Linked DNA regions of Sus scrofa: region 2 is linked to region 1. The links are chromatin contacts, called in public Hi-C maps. All regions are on one chromosome and are shown on one strand. Each heading gives the region's core, a stretch centred on a gene start, on an enhancer-like site or on the middle of the called end of the contact. The rest is flanking DNA. Distances are from core to core; before and after follow the strand shown. Region 1 has its middle 87 kb from the start of TNFAIP8. Region 2 has its middle 52 kb from the start of TNFAIP8.

Region 1 (5,857 bases), core at 1,648-4,147:
GTCCACTTTCATCTTTGTTGATCCCTGGTCAAATATTTAAATCTAGAGGGGAAAAAAAGAGTGACTCTACTAAAATTAGTGCTAGGTAGCATCCGTGGCTGACCATAATTATTCATCATTTTCGAGGCCCCCATTAGAATGATACACTGAAAACTGACCAGAATTCAGAAATCAGGCAGAAAGTATCAAGTACTGACACAACTCAATAGGCAAAAAAAGCAAAAGGAGGAGGAACAGGAGGAAGAGGAAGTGGAGGAAGAGGGGGAGGGCTGGGGGGGAGCAGGAGGAAGTTACAGCAAGATGCCTACAAAGCAAAGTCCGTTTTCCGGTTCCCCCACTGACCACCATTACAAAATGAGAGGGGCACTTTCAGAACAGAAAAGCTTCCTGGAGGTACCAGGACCCAGCGCAGGGAAAACAAGCCCCACTCTACCCCCGTCAACTCCAGAGTCTCTGGCCTGGGGCCTCCTCTCAACAGGTGTCATTCCTGGAAAAAGGACACCAATCCCATGTCAGTGATCTACAAAGTGACATGAGGTGTCCTCCCAGTCAGCCGGCACACTCAGAAATGAGGTCAGCATGGCCAGTGACTCAGAGTCTAGATTGTGAATGGGTAACTGTAGATGAATGAGTGCTGAGCAGATTCCCTGGTGTCTCTGCTTCATGGCTTTCAATTCCTGGATCTACTTGTGGGACACCACTATTGGTTTTGGTTATTATTTTTTGCTCTTGACCTGGTTGTTGGTCAACATTTTTCCACCCAGTGAGGACCTACTTAAAAAACCACTGTTATTTCTTAGGATGGGTATACAGGTGTTTATCTTGTGCATGTTCATGTTAGTCTTCTTTAAACTTCAAAACTACTCTGTACTTTCAACAGATTTGCAATTTCCAGTGCCAAAAAAAAAAAAAGGAAAATAAGAACAAAAAACCCTACAGGTACCTGCTGCCTGAATAATCTTTATAGAACAAGACATTAAAACTAGTCTCCCAGGCTAAGGGTTTTCAATTTGCTGTGGATCAGTCATGAGGGGTGGGTAGAAATGCAGGTTCCCAGGCCCGGCTTTTGTGATGCTGCAGTAGGTAGAGTCCAAGAAGCTATACCTTTGGGGTCAGTCTTCCCAGGTGATTCTAACTTGCAGTCAGCTTGGGAGCCTTGGCCCCAGATGAGCCCTAAAAAAAATTGGCATGCTGCACAAGTTCCAAGTTTTATTTGGCAGATCACTTCTGCAGCTGCGAAGATCACAGCCTCCTCAAACCAGCCCACCTGGGGCACAGGGCCAGGACCCGTGGCATGGACGCCCAGCTTCCCCAGAAGGCTCCTTATCCACACAGAGTCTCTCACCTTGGCAAGAAGAGCAGCTGATCTTTTTGGGAGCCTTCAGTTGTTTCAGGTCATGAAAGCCACGGAGCAAAATGGCTAAGTGTGTGCAACACAGAGGCCATCACCAGACGCTGAGAGAGGGCTGAGCTCATCGCCTCTCCCAGGTACATGCTCTGTGAGTCACTGGGGGCCTATCACTGCACCCCAAGGCTGAAGGAATTCCATCATTAAGTCTAGACTGCTCTGCCCTTCTAGGGCAGTGAGAGTACTGAAACAAACACCAGCCATTTCCCAGAAAACGATCTCATCTTTATAAAGAGAAAAGAAAGGGGGAAAAGGGAGTTGTTTCCTGATCAGAGAGGGGTGGAATCAAGTACTGGACTTCTTTCTTGAAGGTCTGAGTCATCACAGACTGTTTCGAACTTTGCAATCTTTTGCCAACACAGTGCCTGCCATTTTTCTCAGAGGACGGTGGCATTTCTGCAGGAGTCCCTTGTAGCATCTCCACGTGCGTAACAGCCTGAAGACGACTCAGGAGCCCGAAGTGGTAAAGGATGCAGACAGTGGTGTCTTGAAATGACACCATCTTGAAATGACAGCGATTTGGCCAATCCAACAAAGTCACCCACTTGCTTCTGCACATTGAACAGGAGGAGAGGAACACCCTGCTTTAATCCACACAGCAACCCTATGACAGAAACATTATCCCCACTTCTCAGGTAAAGAAACAGGTTCAGAGCAGAATGTCCTAAGTCACACAGCCAATGGTGGCTGAGACATGACCAGCTGATTCCAGCAATATTATCTGAACCAACCACTTTTTGACCAAACTAAAAGTCATCTTTATTCCCAATGTTTAAGGAAACTACAAGTGGAATTTTGGACTTAATTCCACTCTCTGTTATTAAAAAAACAAATCCTGATTTGTTTATAAGTCATCTTGGGTTGCTCAAGTGGAACCCCACTCCTGTGACGTCTTGCCCCTTTTTTTGTTTCTTTTTTGATGGTGGGGTAGGGGATTCCTGCAAGCCTAGCTCTCAGTCACCTCCAGAGAAACATCATCATGTTGGTCTACAACCTCTTTCGCTCTATTTAAAAAAGCATAACCCTAGGAAAACAAACTTGTTGATGCCCATCTAGCTTTGTAGTTGGCTCTGAGTCTTTGCTACCTTGGTTCTGACCCATAAACACTTGCTTCTAGAGAAAAAGCAATTCCTCTCTAAAAGGATGGGTGGATGTTATTTGATTACTGTGGAGCATGTGACATTTTATAACAAGTTTCCTTAGGTAATTTCTAGGCCTGAGATGAAAAGCCAAGGAAACAAAATCATATGGAATTGGATTTATTGCAGTTACACCACTGGCTATTGAAAAAAGGCATCAGAAGAAAGGTGCTTATCTCAGTTTCTTATTATTGAGAAATAAAAATACTTTGAAAATAGTTCCTATACTGTCCTAAGCAAGTGCCTTTACTTTCCTTTGTGAAACTCAGAACTCTGAACCCATCTTTGCCACCAGCAATTTACATTTAGGGACCTGTTCTCACCAACAAAGATTTCTGTGCAAGTCCCAGGCTTCAATGGGAACATGAGAGAGTTGCACAGTGCCATGCGTATAGCAAGAGCTCAATAAATGCTGCTGCATGAATGAATGGTGCTCCTGCAAGCTAGCTGGAGGGGATGCACCTCCAAACGTGTATAACTTGTAAACAGCCAACGCTGCCATCTAAGGCTCATGGGCCAGATGATTCCTCAAGTACCACTTGCCTCTCACATTCTAGAATTATCTTGCCCCCACCTCTACCCCCAGAGCTCATTTCCTCCTAAGGCCAAAATGTAGAATGCAAACTGATGTTCACCTGATACTATTTGACCTCATTTAAATTTTGCAACAAGTTTCAGTAATTTTTTTTTTTTTTTTTTTTTTTTTTTTTTTTTTTTTTTTTTTAGCTCACAATGAAGCATCCACTTTTAGCTATTGAGAAGCACCACTGATGGACAAAGTCTAGAAACTGCATCGGCTCAGACCCTAGGGCCAAAGTCATCAAAACCAGAGACAGGAGAGCAGGAAGTAAAATGTTCTGCACATGGAAGCATAAATGTTGTTGGGGTGTTAAAAGCTTCTTTTCAGTGTTTGTTGAGTTCTCACTGTGTGCATTTGGTGCTAAATGCAGGATGTGGGCAGTGTGAGGAGAGTTGGGGTGATAAAAGCTAATCTGGCACTACTTCTCTTAAACTCTGTATAGCAGAGCTTACTGTCTCTGAGAATGCCATGTTGAGGTAAACCATCCCATTTTTATCCAGGTTGGCCCATGGGCATGTCCCCACTGCCCAAGCCAGGGCCCTTGGTGCTGGAGTTGCACTAATGTTCCCTTGCCTCCCTGAGAAAACAGGTGGTCTTTATTTGTTCACACCCACACTCCTCTGCCTCCTGGAGGTTACTCCATGCTCAACTCCCTCAATTTGTACCAGGCAAACACTGAGGGGGTGGAGAATGGACTATTCTTCTTGAAAGCCCTGCTCAGTTCTGACTGAGTACCAATGAAACCTCCAAGACATAAATGTTCCTTTCAAGGGCCTGATCCAAGCAGAAAAGGATTAATTGAATCAATTAAGTAGGAGGTCTCTCTAGTGCTCAGCACTATGGCAGCCTCAGCTCTAAGCACCAGCTATTTGAAGTTTCCCAAGTCATAAACCACCTAGAAATAAAACTGCTCCTCCCCCCACCCCACAGCATTTCCTAATGAGTACTGTTGGGTTGTAATCATTTCTCTCCACACGCCCTTTCCTCCAATTTCAACAGAATGAAGAACTGTAGAGAACCGGCCTCATAAAATAATCTTACTGCTGGCCCTTGCAGTGTGTGTGCTCGCCCTCAGTTTCTGCCATTCTGTTGGGATTCCAGAACAGTCTGCCCTCACAACACTCATTACACAGATGATAACTATATCTAGCAATATAGTCAGAAACAGAAAATTGAGACAGAAAGATAAGCAGATTTTCCAGCTCGTGCCACCCCTTTTCCCATTAAATTTAAACACATGAGAACAAAAGGCACAGTAAAGTTTCCCTTAGAGAAAAAAGTTTAAAGGACCATCTATGTAGGATCACTACCCTTAGGGAGGAACTTTCTTATATTCAGTAATTTCTAATGACTCTTAAATGAGGAGACAGTTTAAATGGATATAATGGTTAATAAGGCCCATGTCTGTTAACGCAAAGAGCTAATATCAAAAACTCAGTATCTAAATTATTCATATTTTACAGGGACGTAGATGGCAGTCCACTTGCCTATTATTTACTCAAGATAGATGGAAAACTCAAAAAGTGAGCAAAGAGTGGAAGAGGCAAGTGATGTGTATGGAGGGGAACTAGCATTCACAAAAAAAAATTTACAAAAAAACCCTTCTGTATTACCAGCTAGAATATTAACAATAATTTGCTGACTTAACGCCCCATGACAGATCTAATTAGAAGGTGGCAATAAATGTTTCCAGGTGTTTAATTAAGTGTGATAATTATTTCTTTCCTTAAAGACAGATGGAGTCATATGTTTACATTTCAAAGCATAATGTTTCCTTAGTTAAAACCATGTGGAAATGTAACACAGGATTGAAACTAGGATAAAAACACCTGCAGTGATAAGCAGCATTTAAAGTGATTTCTCACCTCTAACTTTCATCTGCCAGGGCACAAAGGCAACTTGAAGTCTGCTCTGTTCTGGTTATTTTTCTCGGCCACATATTTTTGCTTTCCTTACATCTCAATGAATAATTTCTACTTAACGTGTCATCTCCCTACCAGCATCTCTTAAATGAATTCTTATCAAGAAAGTGCAGAAATTTTACGGGCATCTCTACTTTCACAGCAAAAACATAGCAAGAGTAAACTAAGATACAGAAGAATTTAGAGACTATTACAATTGGATGGGACCTCAGCAACCAGAGAATCATTTCATAAATGGATGAAAGTACTGGGCTACTATCAATTAAACCTGTCTTTTAGAGCAGAAATAGATCCTACCTGGAGACAGTACTGACTTCTGATAAAAGTAACTTATGGAAGCATAGTATTATCAGTCTTAAGTAACTCAAGGATTTTGTTGTTTCAACACGGAGCACTCGACTACTGCCTCCCTCTGCCCCTGAGTTTCTCAGGTGTAGCTCTTTCTACCTATGCTGTGTTTTAGAAAAGCAGCTGTCTTTAGAAATCCGGTGTAAACATAAGCGCCCAAACCCGGGTAGTTGGTCAGCGTGGTCTCAATCGTGCTTATGGTCTAAGACGCTCGTCAAGGGTTCTGGCATCAGGTGCTGAGAGCTCGCGAGCCCACTACGCGTGTAAGGACACAGACACACACACACAATCTTTCTTCCTCAAAGGAATTCTCCACCGAAAGATTTCAAGGCAAAACTCGAGTCCCTGCCCGTTTTACAATGCAGGGTTGGATTACAATCTCAGGCCAGCATCTCGGTCGACAATCTGGGGCATCCTGATAACTCTAACCGGGGCAGTCCTTTGACTGCTGGAGCTGTTA
Region 2 (5,857 bases), core at 2,275-4,774, 35 kb before region 1:
CGCAGTGGTTAACGAATCCGACTAGAAACCATGAGGTTGTGGGTTCGGTCCCTGCCCTTGCTCAGTGGGTTAACGATCTGGCGTTGCCGTGAGCTGTGGTGTAGGTTGCAGACGCGGCTTGGATCCCGAGTTGCTGTGGGTCTGGTGTAGGCCGGTGGCTACAGCTCCGATTAACCCCTAGCCTGGGAAGCTCCATATGCCGTGGGAGCGGCCCAAGAAATAGCAAAAAGACAAAAAAAAAAAAAAAAAAAAAAAAAAAAGACAAAAAACAAAAAAATACACATAAAAAGTTAAAAACATATCCCAAACCTCACATAGTTACATTGTTTTTTTCAATGGTATAACTTCTTAAATCTACTCTCTTAGCAACTTTGAAAATACAGAATACAGTATTGTGAACAATAGTTACCACCCTGTACTTTATCTCCCAAGAACTTATTCATCTTAAAACTTTGACCAGCTTCACCCATGTTCCCTACCTCCCTCTTGCAAAATGTTAAATGCCAAATAAGCCTGCCTACTCCTTGTCCCAGCACTTTACCTCTTACCTAAACAAGATCACATCATACACATTAGCTTGGAATTTAAGACTATATCGTGAGCATCTTTCAAAATGAATATATAGGTCTATTTTCTTCCTGTCATGGCTCAACTAGTCCACCACGTGGCAGTGTAACAACTTAGTTAACTAGTTAAACTAGGTTTGGTTAAGTCTGATAATCATTTAGGCTGTTACCAATTACTTTCTTCTACATATAATATTCCTGGGTCTATCTTAAGAATACATTTGAGCATAACACATCTATGCATATGTCCAGTCATTACCTGAGAATGAATTCCTAGAAGTGGAATGGCAGGGTCAAAAGTTATAGGTGTTTTAAATTTTGATATACATTGCCCGACTGCTCCCCAGAAAATCACCAATCTGCCATCTTATGGATAGTATTTGAGATTGAGAATGTCCCTATTTACCCACTTTCTCTGCCAACCCTGGCTTTATCAAACTCTGCCTTATCAGATAAAGTGGGAAATAACATCCCAAGGCACAGAGATCCAGCCAGTACTGCTCTGTATTACCCAACATTTCCTCCTGGATAAACATAATGCCTGGCTTCCCTCTGAAAATGTTCTAGATAAGAATTGCATTTACACCGATTCTGATTTATAACAAGGTTATCAGCTAATGCTATTTTCAACAGTCCATATTATGAAGCTAAATATAGTTTGCAAAAGAACAACAAAAAGAGCCCAGGAAAAAAAAAAAAAAAAGGAAGAAATACAAAGAATGCAGAAGAAAGATAATCCAGAGAGGGAAGGAATGGTCTTTGAAGGATGTGATGGAAACTGGGTGAGGAAATATTTTGCAATGAAGAAGCCAGTTCCCGACTTTGTAATCATTCTGGAGAAACAACAGTTGTAACATTCTGCTGAACCTCAAAAGGACCACAGGTCTGTAGATATTTTATTCCTCTGCTTTATAGCCACATTCCACAAACCTGGGCTTTGTTCTTCCTTCCTGAATGAACACACACATTTCTTACTAATCTTACTCCACTTTTGCTAATCACCTCATTTTCCCCTCCCATTGATATAAAAGGGTTCATGCATTAGGCTCATATTCATTTTTACCTTTCAAAATTCGCATTGCCATTTCCCCTTTTGAGTCCCTTTAAAATGAACACCTTAGATTAGTTAAGCCTCTGGAGTACAGAGTTTTTGGATCTTGAAGGAAAGACAAAGGGAAAGAAAAGGAGAAGGACAAGGGCAAATGCCTACTTTTAGAGCATTTTCATCAGCTTTAATACTAGGCTGTAGCCCAGACCAGGTCGGGTTCTCTGCCTTCCCCAAGTGTTCTGGGAACCGTCATTCCCTCCACTGTGGAGAGTTGTTCTGGAGCCCTCTAGGGGGCGCTACAGGCCTTGCCCTACAGCCTTGTGCCTTCCCCAGTAAGGCTCCCTGGCTGGGGTTCCTGTCCTGGGGGGAAGTTCAGTTTTGAGAATAAGGCCCCGGCTCCCTCCGCTAGCTCAGGGCCTCCCAGGGCGAGCCCCCTGTCTTTCTAGTCTTGACACAGTGCCCACCAGAAACGTGCCAGCTCCAGTGCCCATGGCAGCATCTCGTGGGGGAGGGGCACTGAGGAAACACCCAAACCCAGCAAAGTCACCTGAGTTCTGAGAGCTACAAGTAGCCTCAGTGCAGTTAGTGATGTCTGTCACCCTGAAATCCATCTCCTTGGGGAAGGAGAAGTGGAAAGATGGGTGGAGACAGGGAAAGCAAGAGCCACTTGATGAAATTCTAGGTGCCAGGTATTTTTTTTCACATTATCCCAATTAAGCCTCTCACCCCCTTGTGTGCCTGATTTTATTTCTTCCCATTTTCAGTGGGAAATCAGTGGCTTAAAAGAAGTAATGGAAGTTACCTTTGTGATTCAGCAGTAATGAACTCAACTAGTATCTAGGAGGATGTGGGTTTGATCCCTGGCCTGCTTAACAGGTTAAGAATCAGATTCTGCCGTGAGCTGTGTTGTAGGTCACAGAGGCCACTCGGTTCTCACATTGCTGTAGCTGTGGCATAGCCTGGAAGATGTAGGTCCGATTCGACCCCTGGCCAGGGAACTTTCATATACCACAGGTGTGGCCCTAAAAAGCCAAAAAAAAAAAAAAAGGTGAAGTAGCTCAACTCTCCAAGACATCACACCTGGGAAGCATTAGACTGAAGTTCACATAATGGTCTGCCCTCGATTCCTCGGGCCCACACCTAACTGCCATTAGCAGGAGAGCGGAATTTTCCAACCTGAGGCCCACACACCCCCTGCAGCCCCTGAGTGGGCCCTCAGGCATCAGAATGCCCTGAGACTGGGGCGCTGTGTGTGCCTTTTGAGGGAGGGTCACTCCAGACATCCCCACACTTGGTCTCATTGCTCCTCCCATAGTGTGAATCCTGACCTTCAAACACGTGTAAAACTTCCCACCTTGCTCTCACCCTCTTTCCTCTACTGTTCTTTTCCTTGGTCTGGGGAGCCATCATGCGAACATACTATTCATTCATTCTTTCATTCAAATTTTTTTGGCCATGCCTGTGTCATGTAAAATTTCCCAGACCAGGCAGAGAGCCAACCCATGCCACAGCAGTGATAATACTGCATCCTTAACCACTAGGCCACCAGGGAACTCCTTAACATATTTAAATAACAACTGTTGGAAGTGAATGACTTCCAGAGAATATGCTGGAGTGAACCACGGCTGTCCTAGGTTACCAAGCCTTGCGCCCCTCAAGCTTTCGTCAGACGCTCGGAAGGATCCATAACCAAAAAAAAAAAAAAAAAAAAAAAAGGTGGAAACTAGTGAGGAGCACCCCCACAGTCTTTTTTTTCCTGTAAGAAATGAAAACAAAACATACTTCTAAACAGATCTCTGTGTGTTGTCAGGTCATCCATTCAGAGACAGGGGCACCCACAGATGTAGGACACACCGCATCTTGGTCCAATAAAGTTATTGTGTGCCACTCAGGTTGAGCAAGGTGAATACTAGTGTGTGTTACAGGAGCTTTTAATACAGAGGAAGGAAGTTGTGGTTTATGCAGAGGAGGAAACTGCAGAAGAGGTCTTTGATCTTGGTATTTCAAAAAAAAAAAGCAACTGAAAAGGTAAATAACTGTCACCTTCAATACCAGTTGACAGTTAACAAGAAACAGTTTCAGCAATTTCATTACACACATGCACAACGGCTTTTGCTTTTTAGCTTAGGTACCCTGCCAGTGCACTGCTGGAACAGTCTTCAGAAAAGACCAAAAAAGCCAAGACAGCCAAGAACATTTATTAAGTGCCAGCTGTTTAAGGCCTACTCGTAAGACCACCCCTGATGTAATGGAAGTTTTCGGTGCCAAGAGGCAGGAAAGTGCAGACTGCGAGATGTACTGCACATAAGCTGCTAAACTAAAAAATAAAAGCAGAAGAAGAGTGGTAGAGAGGAAAATACAGGAGATTTGTATTAATTAAACAGAAAGTGAGAAACAGGTGTGAGGGGCCAAACTCGCCAACGCCAGGCTCCTAGGAAATGACACAGACAGATCACCCTGAAAGAGTTTGCAGGCAGAAGACTGCGGGAACATCAGCAGGACAGGAGAACGGGCTGTCGTTTGCCCCAAAGCTGTCATTTCATGACTCAGGTGTGCCTTCAAGCCCTGCAATATTCACTTAATAATATTCTTTTACTGTTAATTATCAGTTGGGCAAGATCCACAAAATACCACATGTTCAGTCCTAAGTTTCCTCCTCTGGTAAAGAGGTTGGGATCAGCTTCTAAATTCTGTAATTCTAAGTGACATGGCATTAGTATCTCCCAAGGTGCTGTTTGTGACTTGAGTTTTCCTTGAAGAGGGGCTTTTTGGTAAGTGAATACTTGTTTTAAAAATTGCACATGCAGGAGTTCCCCTGCGGTGCTGTGGCTTAAAGGATCTGGCATTGCCGAAGCTGCAATGTAGGTGTCTCAGATTCAGTCCCTGGTCCGGGAACTTCCATATGCTGCGGGTGCAGCCAAAACATTTTTTTAAATAAATAAAATTACACAAGCAGACTGAAAGACAGTAGTAGTTGCTGATAGACAAATAGTGTGACTATAAGACTCTGGCTCGTTCCAAAGCTGCTTCAGTGGGAAAATAAAAACAACCGTATTTTCACATTAAATTAGAATAAGAATAATTTCCAAATATGCACATATGTACATACACATACATATACAGACACACTTACTAAAATACACTGTATTCTGAGTCCATTAATTATAACATACGAAATTTAATAGCAGGAGTTTTAGGGGAAGGACTACAACATTGCAATGCATCTCCAATTAGAAATGCTACAAAATGAAAAACAGCTGTCTTAGAATTGAAAGGCTATGGCGTGAATGGACAAAGATAGGTGCTTAACTAGCTGTATCTACGCACCCTTCCAGAAATTTTCTCAACAAGGGGCCCCAGCAGAAGCTGATCATTTGTGTTTTGGGCTCCTTCTCAACCTTGAAAACAGAGACACTAGTAAAAGAATTTTAGAAAAGTTGCACTAAAACAAGTGTTATGTGCATAGCTTTTGATCCAATAATTCTATTTCTAAAAAACTTATAAAAACTTATACTCCACTGTATAAAACCACTTATATGTAGTATCTAAAAAATACAGCTAGTGAATAAAATAAAAAAAGCAGACTTACAGATACAGAGAACAAACTAGTCATTACCAGTGGGAGAGGGAGAGAGAGGTGATATAGGAGGGTCGGGGGGGGAAAAAGGTTATTATGGGATTATATGAACTCATGTGTGTGAAACTTTTGGATATTGTAAAGCCCTAAAGAATTTAAAGAAGCTTTCATTCAATACAAAAATAAATAAATAAATAAAAAGAAATGTCTCAGTTCTAAGAGTAACATCCTATATTTTATTGACTATAAAATGAACATTTCTTCATATCTTAATGTCCGGAAAACTGATGTACAATCAGTGGCATCTTAGAGTCTATGAAATACAGTAGTATGATCCTATTTGTGAACATATATACGTGCTTGAATACGCAAAGAAATGTTCTGGAAAGTTACTTCTAACTGGAACATAGAACAAATGTTTTATGTTTTATTTTACTTGACCCTATAGTCTTTCTTAAGGTTTGTGGTATTTCCTTCAAGACTTCCAAATAAGAACCAAGCAAACCACATGGAAGTAGTTCCAGATTCCTAACAGGTAGTAGCTTGGACAACCAGTGGGAAAGGCTATTCCTTTTGGGAAAACCATCTCCATGAGATTTTTTCATTTTACAAAAAGCAAGTAAGCAAAAAACCAAAGCAAGGCCCAAAGAAAGGGAGATACTGAGG

Evidence for each region. A called contact is a pair of places that touch in the nucleus more often than the background predicts.
Region 2: a contact with region 1 is called in a Hi-C map of blood, with 5 times the contacts expected there. The contact joins two enhancer-like sites. A contact is called at or near these places in 7 of 47 Hi-C or Micro-C datasets (alveolar macrophages, blood, fetal skeletal muscle and 1 more) and 1 of 2 datasets of contacts at active chromatin or transcription factors (alveolar macrophages).

What each region holds. Positions count from the first base shown.
Region 1 is chr2:123,152,886-123,158,742 of Sscrofa11.1, reverse strand. It overlaps a transcript of TNFAIP8 not described here. Among named protein-coding and RNA genes, the nearest start is that of TNFAIP8, 87 kb to the left of the region's middle. Within about 2 kb of position 2,897, at least 5 of the 83 cell types and tissues checked have an H3K27ac peak or open chromatin away from gene starts, as enhancers often do.
Region 2 is chr2:123,188,203-123,194,059 of Sscrofa11.1, reverse strand. It overlaps a transcript of TNFAIP8 not described here. Among named protein-coding and RNA genes, the nearest start is that of TNFAIP8, 52 kb to the left of the region's middle. Within about 2 kb of position 3,524, at least 11 of the 83 cell types and tissues checked have an H3K27ac peak or open chromatin away from gene starts, as enhancers often do.